2 separate regions of the Gossypium hirsutum genome follow, and region 1 is linked to region 2. A link is a contact called in public Hi-C data. All regions are on one chromosome and are shown on one strand. Each heading gives the region's core, a stretch centred on a gene start, on an enhancer-like site or on the middle of the called end of the contact. The rest is flanking DNA. Distances are from core to core; before and after follow the strand shown. Region 1 has its middle 46 kb from the start of LOC121214243. Region 2 holds the start of LOC107950642 (CTD small phosphatase-like protein 2).

Region 1 (4,703 bases), core at 349-2,848, 270 kb after region 2:
TATTCCTAATATAATATATTTTCAGCTCTAAAGAGTCATTAGGATTAAATAAGGTTAAAAGTGTCTTTTACAATTATCTATATCTATTCTTAATATATATTTTCAATTCTTTCTTAAAAAAGTGTTTTATTTTTTTTAAAGAAAAAACATTTTATTTTTAATCTATAGATATACTCAATTGAGTTTTAAATATTATTGATAAAAATATTTGATTTTCAATTAGCATTAAATATTTTTCTAAAGCTTAAACGTCTCCCAAAAAAATCTTTTCTCTAAAAACTCTATAAATATTTTATTTTTTTGGTTTTTTATTAATTTTCATTTTATTGATATTAATATCTAAATAATATATATTAATAGGTTAGTATTGAAAATTAATATTCTCTAACTATTTTTAGATTTAATTTTTTTTGTAACCGTTAAAATTTATTCTTTGCTTCGTTGTAGTGGTTAATTATATATTAACGTTATAATCTATATCTTATATATTTTCAGTTTTTACCTTAAAGAGATTTGTATGCACATTATTGTTTTTAATATCATGGAATGAATGATTTTTTTTTACTTTAAAAAACGTCATTTTTTTAAATTTAATATTGAAATTGAATCTTTTCATTCATGAATGGTTTAAATTTTTAAAAATTTTCTTTGATTACTTTGTTTATAATTATACTTTTTATTTTGACTATTGGTGACTTACCCATTTAAACAACGAATAAAGTGAAGAAAATAAGAATTGAAAATATCGAACACGCAAATTTTACGTGAATAAACTCATCAAAAGAGGATAAAAAATCATAGACAAAAGTGAATTTCACTATAATAAAGGAGAGTACAAAAGACGAAGAGAATTAAAAGAAAAACCTGAAGCCCCACAAGAAAAACCCTTCAAAACAAATAATAAAATTCTCTCAATCTAAATATTTTGTTGTTATAAAACCTAGATTAACTAAGGCCTATTTATAGGCTGAAATTTATATTATATACGACTACAACAACTTTTTTTTTTGAAAGAATGACTGGGTATTTATTATGAATTAAAAAGAATAATCCAATCAGCTCAAATCAAAGGGCCCAAGTCAAAGCAATAAACAGAAAAAGAAACAACCTAATTTTCGGCCTAAACAATCAGAAAAAGACAACCCTCTAAAAACGTCTATCAAAAACCTAGATAATTAAAAAGAAAAACAAAAGCATTAAATGAAATTAAAATCAACCGAACGAAATCCTATCCCAGTCAATAATCAGAACAGCTGGAAACCATAAAGGCTATTGAAGAGTCATTTCCAAGGTCCCATCTGTTGTGTCGATAGCTCTTCTCTACAGATTTAAACATCATTAAGCTATCTGTATTGGATGTTGCTCCTTCACCCATTTCTTCAATCCGGATTTCTTTGCCAATCTTCATCCAAGGTTGAAATATGACGTTCCAGTTCTTCTCCTATCAGGTAAATGTTTTCTTCTTTCGCAAGAGCTTTCTTTGCTAGACCATGTGCATGTGTGTTTTCTGATCTATGGATGTGCTTAAAAGTAAGATCTTGAAAAAAGGATTTCTTGTTTGAATATCTTTTATAATGGCACCTATTACCGATTTGTCTGTTGAAGTCGCCTTGCTCTTCTTTATGACGGTTTTTGAGTCTCCCATAATTCTAACTGACTGAGATCCTAATGCAATCCCTAATTTCATGCCTTCTAAACATGCATATGCCTCTACCGCGAATGGTGAGGGGACATTTCTATGGATAACTGTTTTTAACACTAGTAGATTTCCCCTCATATCCCAACCTACTAATCCAGTCGCTGATTTGGAGGTTCTACTGTCCAGTGCTGTATCAAATTTGATCGATATTCTCGGTACATTTTCCTGTATTCTGTGACTCTTGAAAATTTTCTCAGTTTTCTTCACAGCATTTATTCCTTCATATTCTGCCATATGTCTTTGAATATTCTGAGCTAATCCCCTTCCTGTTGAATTTTTCCCCTCGTGAATGAGTTTGTTTCTAAAGGTCCATATCAACCATAACGCATAGCAGAAAAGCCGACACTGGTAATAGTTGCTGTTCTTGAAAACCCAGGTTAGCCACTCCCATGTATTCTGACTCGTATTCTTCATGACCCATGATAAATTTAATGATTGCCACACTTCTCTTGTGAAAGGACACTCTCGGAAAACATTAAGACTCTCTTCTACTCCAGAATAACACCGTGGACAACAGGCAGTTGAAATGACCCTCCTCAAACTGAGATTACCAAGATGAGGGATATAATCCCATGAAATCCTCCAAATTGTAATTTCAATTTTTGAAGGCAATTGTTGGCTCCATAATTTTTTGTAAAATTTTTTTATTTCGGTCTGTAGTAAGTAGTCATTGGCTGTAGAAGCATCTTGTAATAATTTATAAGCACTACGTACTGAAAACTCACCAGATAGTTCTCCACTCCACACCTGAATATCCTCATGTTCGGTCTCTGCCAGGGGAATTTGTAGAATCTTCCGAGCAGTATCTTCTTGAAAGGTACTATTAATTAAGTCTAACTTTCATATTCTGCTTGAATTATCAATGAGGTCTGAAACTAACTGTAGTTCCCTTCTGTTTGTTCTATTATGTTCATCCACCTTATTGATCCCCTGAATCCAGTTGTCTTCCCAGATAGAAATGCTATTACCTTTACCAACTTTCCAACCCAATCCTCTTTGGAGTAGTCCTCTTGCTGCCCAGATGCTCTTCCAGGTAAATGAAGGTAAATTCCCCAACTCTGCATTTAAGAAACTTGACTTTGGGAAATATTTAGCTTTCAAAACTCTATCTAATAAAGAATTTGGAAAATTAATGAGACGCCAACCTTGTTTAGCTAATAACGCAATATTAAATTGACTAAGATCTCGAAAACCTAAGCCACCATTTAATTTTAGCAAACAAAGGTTTTTCCAAGTGCACCAATGAATTCCCCTTTTACCCCTTCCTTTCTGCTACCAGAATCTTGCTATAATACTCTCCATTTCATCGTAAAGAGCTCTCGGCAATAAGAAGCATGCCATAGAATAAGTTGGAATAGCTTGTAGAATGGCCTTAGCAAAAATTTCTCTCTCCTTGTGATAAAAACCTATTACTCCAGTTATCAATACGTTTTTTGATTCGATCCTTTAAACTCTGAAAAGCTTCTTTTTTCTTTCGCCCCACCATATTGGGTAGCCCTAAATATCTTTCAGGTTCACTTGTCCTACATACCCCTAACACATTTACCACCTGTATCCTATCCTCCAATGTGTTTTTACTGAAAAATATCGTTGATTTATCGAAATTTACACATTGTCCTGAGCAAACTTTGAATTCGCACAGAATATCCTTTATGATGTTTGCACCCCTCCTCGTTGCCTCTCTAAACAGTATGCAACCATCAGCAAATAAAAGATGAGATACCTGCGGACCGTATTCCTTTGAGACGATCTCTCTTCATTGCTAACCTCAGTAAGCTCGATAAACCTTCACCACATATCAGGAATAAAAACAGGCTTAATGGGTCGCCTTATCTAAGTCCTCTAGTTGGCATAAATTTATCTCCTCTGTGCCCATTTATGACAACTGAATAAGCAACGGATGAAACACATTTCATAATGGCATTTACCCAACTAAAATCAAACCCCATCCTTATCATAATCTCCTCTATAAAACTCCATTCAACCCTATCATAAACTTTACTCATATCGAGTTTAACGGCCATAAATCTTTTTTTCCCGTTCTCTTCTGCTTTAGCTTATGCAATATTTCATAAGCAAGTAATACACTATTTGATATTAACCTGCCTGGCACAAAAGCATTTTGGGCTTCATCAATACATTTGCCAATAACACTTCGAAATCTGTTTGCTAGTACCTTTGCTATAATTTTATAAAGTACATTGCATAAACTTATTGGCCTAAATTGCATTATAGTTAATGGGTTGTTGACTTTTGGCATAAGCACTATATTTGTAGAGTTTATCGGACTAACCTCCATATTTCCGTTTAGAATTTGTAGAAAAAAAGCTATGACATCATCTCCAACAATCTGCCAACACTTTTGATAAAATAATACTGGAAATCCATCTTGCCCTGGTGTTTTCGATGGTCCCATCTCAAAAATAGCTTCTATAATTTCATCTCTAGAATATGATTCTGTAAGTTTTTGATTGTCCTCCGCTTGAATGCAGCGCTCAATCCCTGATAGAATATGATCATAATTCCCTTTTCTTCTTGTTGAAAATAAAATTTGAAAATAAGACTTCGCAACACCCTCAATATCCTGGATGAACTCTATTTCTCTTCCCTCTTCATCTTTCAGCTTATGAATGAGATTCTTTTTTTGCCGTTGCGAAGCTTGACTATAAAAGAAAGCAATATTTTTGTCCCCTAATTTCAACCAATTGATTCTAGCTCTCTGTTTCCAGTAGCATTCATCTTTCTCAATCTCAAAATTCAAATTTATTTTTGTATCAATCAATTCAGCTAAGGTCTCATCATTTCTGTCTGCTTCAGCCAACTTGCCAAGTTTCTCCGTAAGAATCCGTTTAGTCTTCTACCTATTCTTTTGCAACTACCCAGTCCAAACCTGCAATCCTTTCTTTAAATTATCCAGCTTCTTTAACAATTCCTCTGACGAATTCTCCCATAGCTTTCTGACTTCTTCCATGAAAGATTCCTCCAAAAGCCACCACGCCTCAAA
Region 2 (4,630 bases), core at 1,075-3,574:
CATAGAATCTTGACCATACTCATCAATACATTCCAATTTTGAGTTTTTCATAGCCAGGTATATGGCTGAAACTTCAGATGAAAGGACAGCTCCAGAATCTGCAGTACAAATCACAGGATCCGTGTCCACAACAAGCATCTCTGCTTCAGAAGTAGACTTAAGAGTTTCTCCAGTGATATTAGCACCCAGCAAATCAACCTGTGAATCCTCTATTCCCCGATCTTGATGGATTTTTGAGTCTTACCTCCAAAAGAATTTGACAAAGTCAAACTAAATAGGATAATTAATATATGCATTAAGATCACATAAAAGAAAGAGCGCATAATAGGTCTTACAATTCATATGCGTGCAAACACACACAAATAACCTACCTGCACCTGCAATCTCTGATCCGCAAATCTTAGATATGTGAAAGCCAGGGGAAAATATGGTACCTGACATATGGTGATCAGTGCCCTGCAACACAATTAAAGAAATAAGCAAAATCTCAACAGCATAGATGGTTTCCTTTTATTTTTCTTTAATTGCTTTCTCATAGGAACTTCACATCTTCCTAATTAACTGACACAGGCAAAAGTCATTTTGAGTAAAATTAAGATAAAGCGTCATAGTCAATCACTCCCATCCCTTTGCAACCACAAAGAGGCTAAATAATATAAAGAAAATAAGAAAAGAGTTAGACAAATTACCTTCTGATCTACATGAGCACCATTAACCACATCAAACCCCAGACAAGCATCAGAAGCATCATCATGCGACAACCCATATCTAGCATTTAAATTTGTAGCTCCATCAGGCACTTCATTTTTCTTTGGGAATGCTCTGGCTGAAATTTCATAAATTTTATTAACATAGCAAATTTGACAGTTAAATACAGACTTTGACTTGGAAACCACAAATTAAAACTATCAAAAGAATTTTAATTTTGCCAAAATCAAGAACATGTAAAGCATTATCACTGCAACATTTGCCTTCTAATTAAACGAATAATGAGGTAAAATTAGCAACATACCAGGTTTTTGCTTCCTAACAGAAGATGTAATTAGCTCTGTTACTTTCTTCTCTGGACCTTGTACCTTTTCAGATATCTTCTTCTCAGCTCTTGAAGCCTTGGGACTGGTATGATCTCGGGAAGCATTTCTTCCAGAAATTCTTTTCTTTGTTTGCATTGGACCAAGAGTTTCACCCCAATCTTCAGGATACTATCACTACCCAGCGTACTTGAAATAAATAATTTAAATGTCCAGCGTTATGATTCAGATTTCAAAGCATTTAGAATACACTAAAATTTTAGAAATAAACTTGAACTTCTGTCAATCTGTCATACTACGTTCTGGCTGTTTACTGTCGACTGAAACAATTAAAATAAAAGCCATGTAAAATCTTTAGTAACTTTTATTTAAAAATATTTTTTTTAAATAAAGCAAATTATCCTGAAAGACTCCTAGCATATGTAAGCAATCTCGTGAAAAAAAAAAAAAACAACTGAGCCTTTCCCATTTAAAATCGTTGACAATCAAAACCAGATCATACCAGAATTCTTCACCTAATTTTTGTGTACAAAATCCAGGCTCTGGTTCTGGAATATTAACTTACCACACTATAGTCCCTTAAGAATTCAAACTTCCCTACAACATTCAAGCCAACTTCAACATGATAAATACAAAGGACCCGAAAGAACAGCAAATTACTAGTGTGAAAACAATCCACATCTACATGAAAACCATAATAGGACATTATCCAGAATGAACATTGCAGATTTGGATGAAGAAAACTAGAGCAAACCATTCCACTTAAATCATCGAATGAGGACAAAAATTTAAAACCCTAACACACACCAGCTCCCCCAAATAGAACACTAAAGCTACAAATTTTTGCAAACAAAATCCAGAGATAGAGAAATGCATCAAATCAACTAAACCCTATTCATTCCAACAAGGATCGTCGAACCAGTACAAAAACGGAGCAATTAACTTAATGTAAAATAGTGTTTGCATGAACGAAAATTTAAACCCTAGAGAGAGAGAAAGGTCATGGAAACAAAGCAGTTAGCAACAACTAAACCAACGAACTTGAGCTATTTAGTAACTTAAGCTAAGAAAGAAAATTGCTTACCAGATAAGATAAAATAACAAAAATGGAGACAAAGAGAGGTGCAAAAATGAGTAAGTAGAACCCTAAATTTTGTTAGAATTAGAAGGAAGGAGCTTAGTTTTGGGTGTTTTGGTTTCTTTGGAAATTTGCTTTCCCTCCAAAGACGGGGAAAGAGAGGGAAAACGAAGAGGAGGATCGATTTTTTTTTTCTTTTTTGCCTGAATAATAGGTTAGATAGAAAAATAAAATAAAAATGGAATTTTAGTTTATTTTTCATTAAAATATTTTTCAAAATACATGTTCTTATCAGAAAATCACCTACTCGCGATTGATGTTGAAAGGAAGGTACGCGCTGCACAATACTTAATTGGATAACGTGGCCTTAAGACATGGCGAGTGATTATGATTGGGAGAGTAAGAATTGAGCTCTACCAAGCTTAAAACGACGCCGCTGAAGACGTTTCTAATTTAGAGTGGAGGGAGATATTTTAATTTGTTTTTCTTTCCCTTTTTAAATTTTATTTTACGTCCGCAGGCGCTTACAATTTTTATGTTGCTTCTTTAAGGATGCCTATACTTATTAAATTAATTTCGTGAGCCCAAATTTTTTCTCTAGTTCCGTAGTTCCTAATTAACCCCAACCCCACCCCCACCCCCACCCCCCACGCCTTTAATGTACACTTTTATTTGCTAAATTTAGCTTGTTAGATAATATAGTTTTATGAGAAACTTCATTTTGATAATGAAAATTAATATAAATACTAAAAATTCTATTATATAGAATATAGATTTGTGTTAAAAATAATATATAATAAATAATGAAATGTATAATTTAAAATTAATTAATAATAAATGAAATATGTACAATCTTAAAAATAAAATATCAAATTAAATTCTAAGTAAAATGAAACATAAACACATGAATACACCAAATTAAGAATACTAAATGAATGCAATTATTTATCACAGTGTGTTGTCATCAATCTTAAGTGGATGTCGAGTTAATTTGTGACATCATCTCAAACAACATTATTAATATATACAATTGATGGAGGTAATAAATTGTGCATATTAAAATAAAAATGTATGAATAACATTAGAATAAAGTTTTATTAATCTAATTAGTGTAGATTCAAATCAAACTATATGCATATTCTTATTAGTTTTTGATAAAATAAAATAAAAACTAAAGTTCTCTCAAATAATATAACTTATTTTAATTACGAAAGAATATTTCCGTAATTTTTCAAATCAAGTTGGTGCCCGATTGACTTGTGACATCAACTCAATCAAAGACTTCAATAGTAATATAGATGTTCATTTTTTACGATATATATTTTTAAAATTTTATTACTCAATGTAAAAATACTTTATTTTTTTATAATTTACAAATTACTCTAATATATATTTATCCACATTTATAGTATCTATCTATTCTATTGTAAAATCTTTTATTATAAGCCAATTGAGTTTTATCTCGATTGGCATCAGCATTGTTGTGAGTGAGTTCAAATATGTGAAAACACATTTATCCTCCTATTTAAGGGTTGAGGAGAGTTATGGTCTAATTTTTAGGCATTATATACACAAAAAAAACTCAATTAGAAAATTATTTAAAAATAACTTTGTAAATAAGTAATAAATATTGATATAAACTACATAATTATGACATTGTCTTTTTTTAATTAGTATAACAACACATTTAATTATCAATACTTACACATTCTATCAATTCGGTCCTATTATACCACTATCTGCGACAAGACATATGGCAAGCCTAGGAGACGTTTGAACAATAAGCTTACCTTCAGAGAGCCGGGAAGACACGTATAAACTCACCTTCTTGAAGGGACTATCCAGATAACGGATGGCTCAGTCTTCAATAGGAACATGAAATCGTTTGGTTACCAAACATCATGTGAGCTCAATTGTTTTATCCTATCAGAGTTAGAAGGGAAGACAAGATCTACCCTATCACAAGCATCCTCGTCCAATTAAAGATATCCCCCTACATGCTTAGTAGTGATGGCTAGATAGCAAGTCCAACACATTAATGCCATGTTGCAAAGGACACTTGCCTATAAATATCCCCAAGAACGATGAATAGAGGACTGACCCTTTAAGAATACTAAGCCTATACTCTCTCAATATTCTCCCAGCCCTCGGCCTTCAAACTATTTCCACCATCATTCTCTATAGCCTCCAGCTCTCCAACCTAATTGAGTGAACCGACCTTTTCAACAACCTTTCTTCTCTCATCTATATCATTTCCTTATTTAGTCCAATATCAAAAATTGGTGCGGTGAACATGAATGACAGGCCCTCTCAATCCCAGAGTAGTACCCCAACTAAGCAAACCAACCAAACCAACAACCTAACTAACCAAGTCAACTTTTCTGTTCCACTCAACACCCTCATACCACCTATCCCAAGTATTTATGCTAGCTTGAGCTCTACACAAACTCTTCCTTCTTCCTCTATTTCTACTAGAGTACAGTTGTAGTATGTAAGTGTCTTTCTCCCTACCTTGGAACAA

Evidence for each region. A called contact is a pair of places that touch in the nucleus more often than the background predicts.
Region 1: a Hi-C map of leaf shows a contact between it and region 2, with 5 times the contacts expected there. The contact joins the enhancer-like site here to the promoter of LOC107950642 in region 2. A contact is called at or near these places in 5 of 34 Hi-C or Micro-C datasets (callus, hypocotyl, leaf and 1 more).

The regions. Positions count from the first base shown.
Region 1 is chrD01:50,287,618-50,292,320 of Gossypium_hirsutum_v2.1, forward strand. No RefSeq gene overlaps it. Among protein-coding and RNA genes, the nearest start is that of LOC121214243, 46 kb to the left of the region's middle. Within about 2 kb of position 1,599, at least 7 of the 9 cell types and tissues checked have an H3K27ac peak or open chromatin away from gene starts, as enhancers often do. A contact at or near this core is called in leaf, where this site is marked.
Region 2 is chrD01:50,020,396-50,025,025 of Gossypium_hirsutum_v2.1, forward strand. LOC107950642 (CTD small phosphatase-like protein 2) reads right to left here and starts at 2,325. Exons shown (of 7, transcript XM_016885524.2): 1 at 2,116-2,325; 2 at 1,013-1,220; 3 at 690-826; 4 at 372-456; 5 at 1-239. The coding sequence starts at 1,169.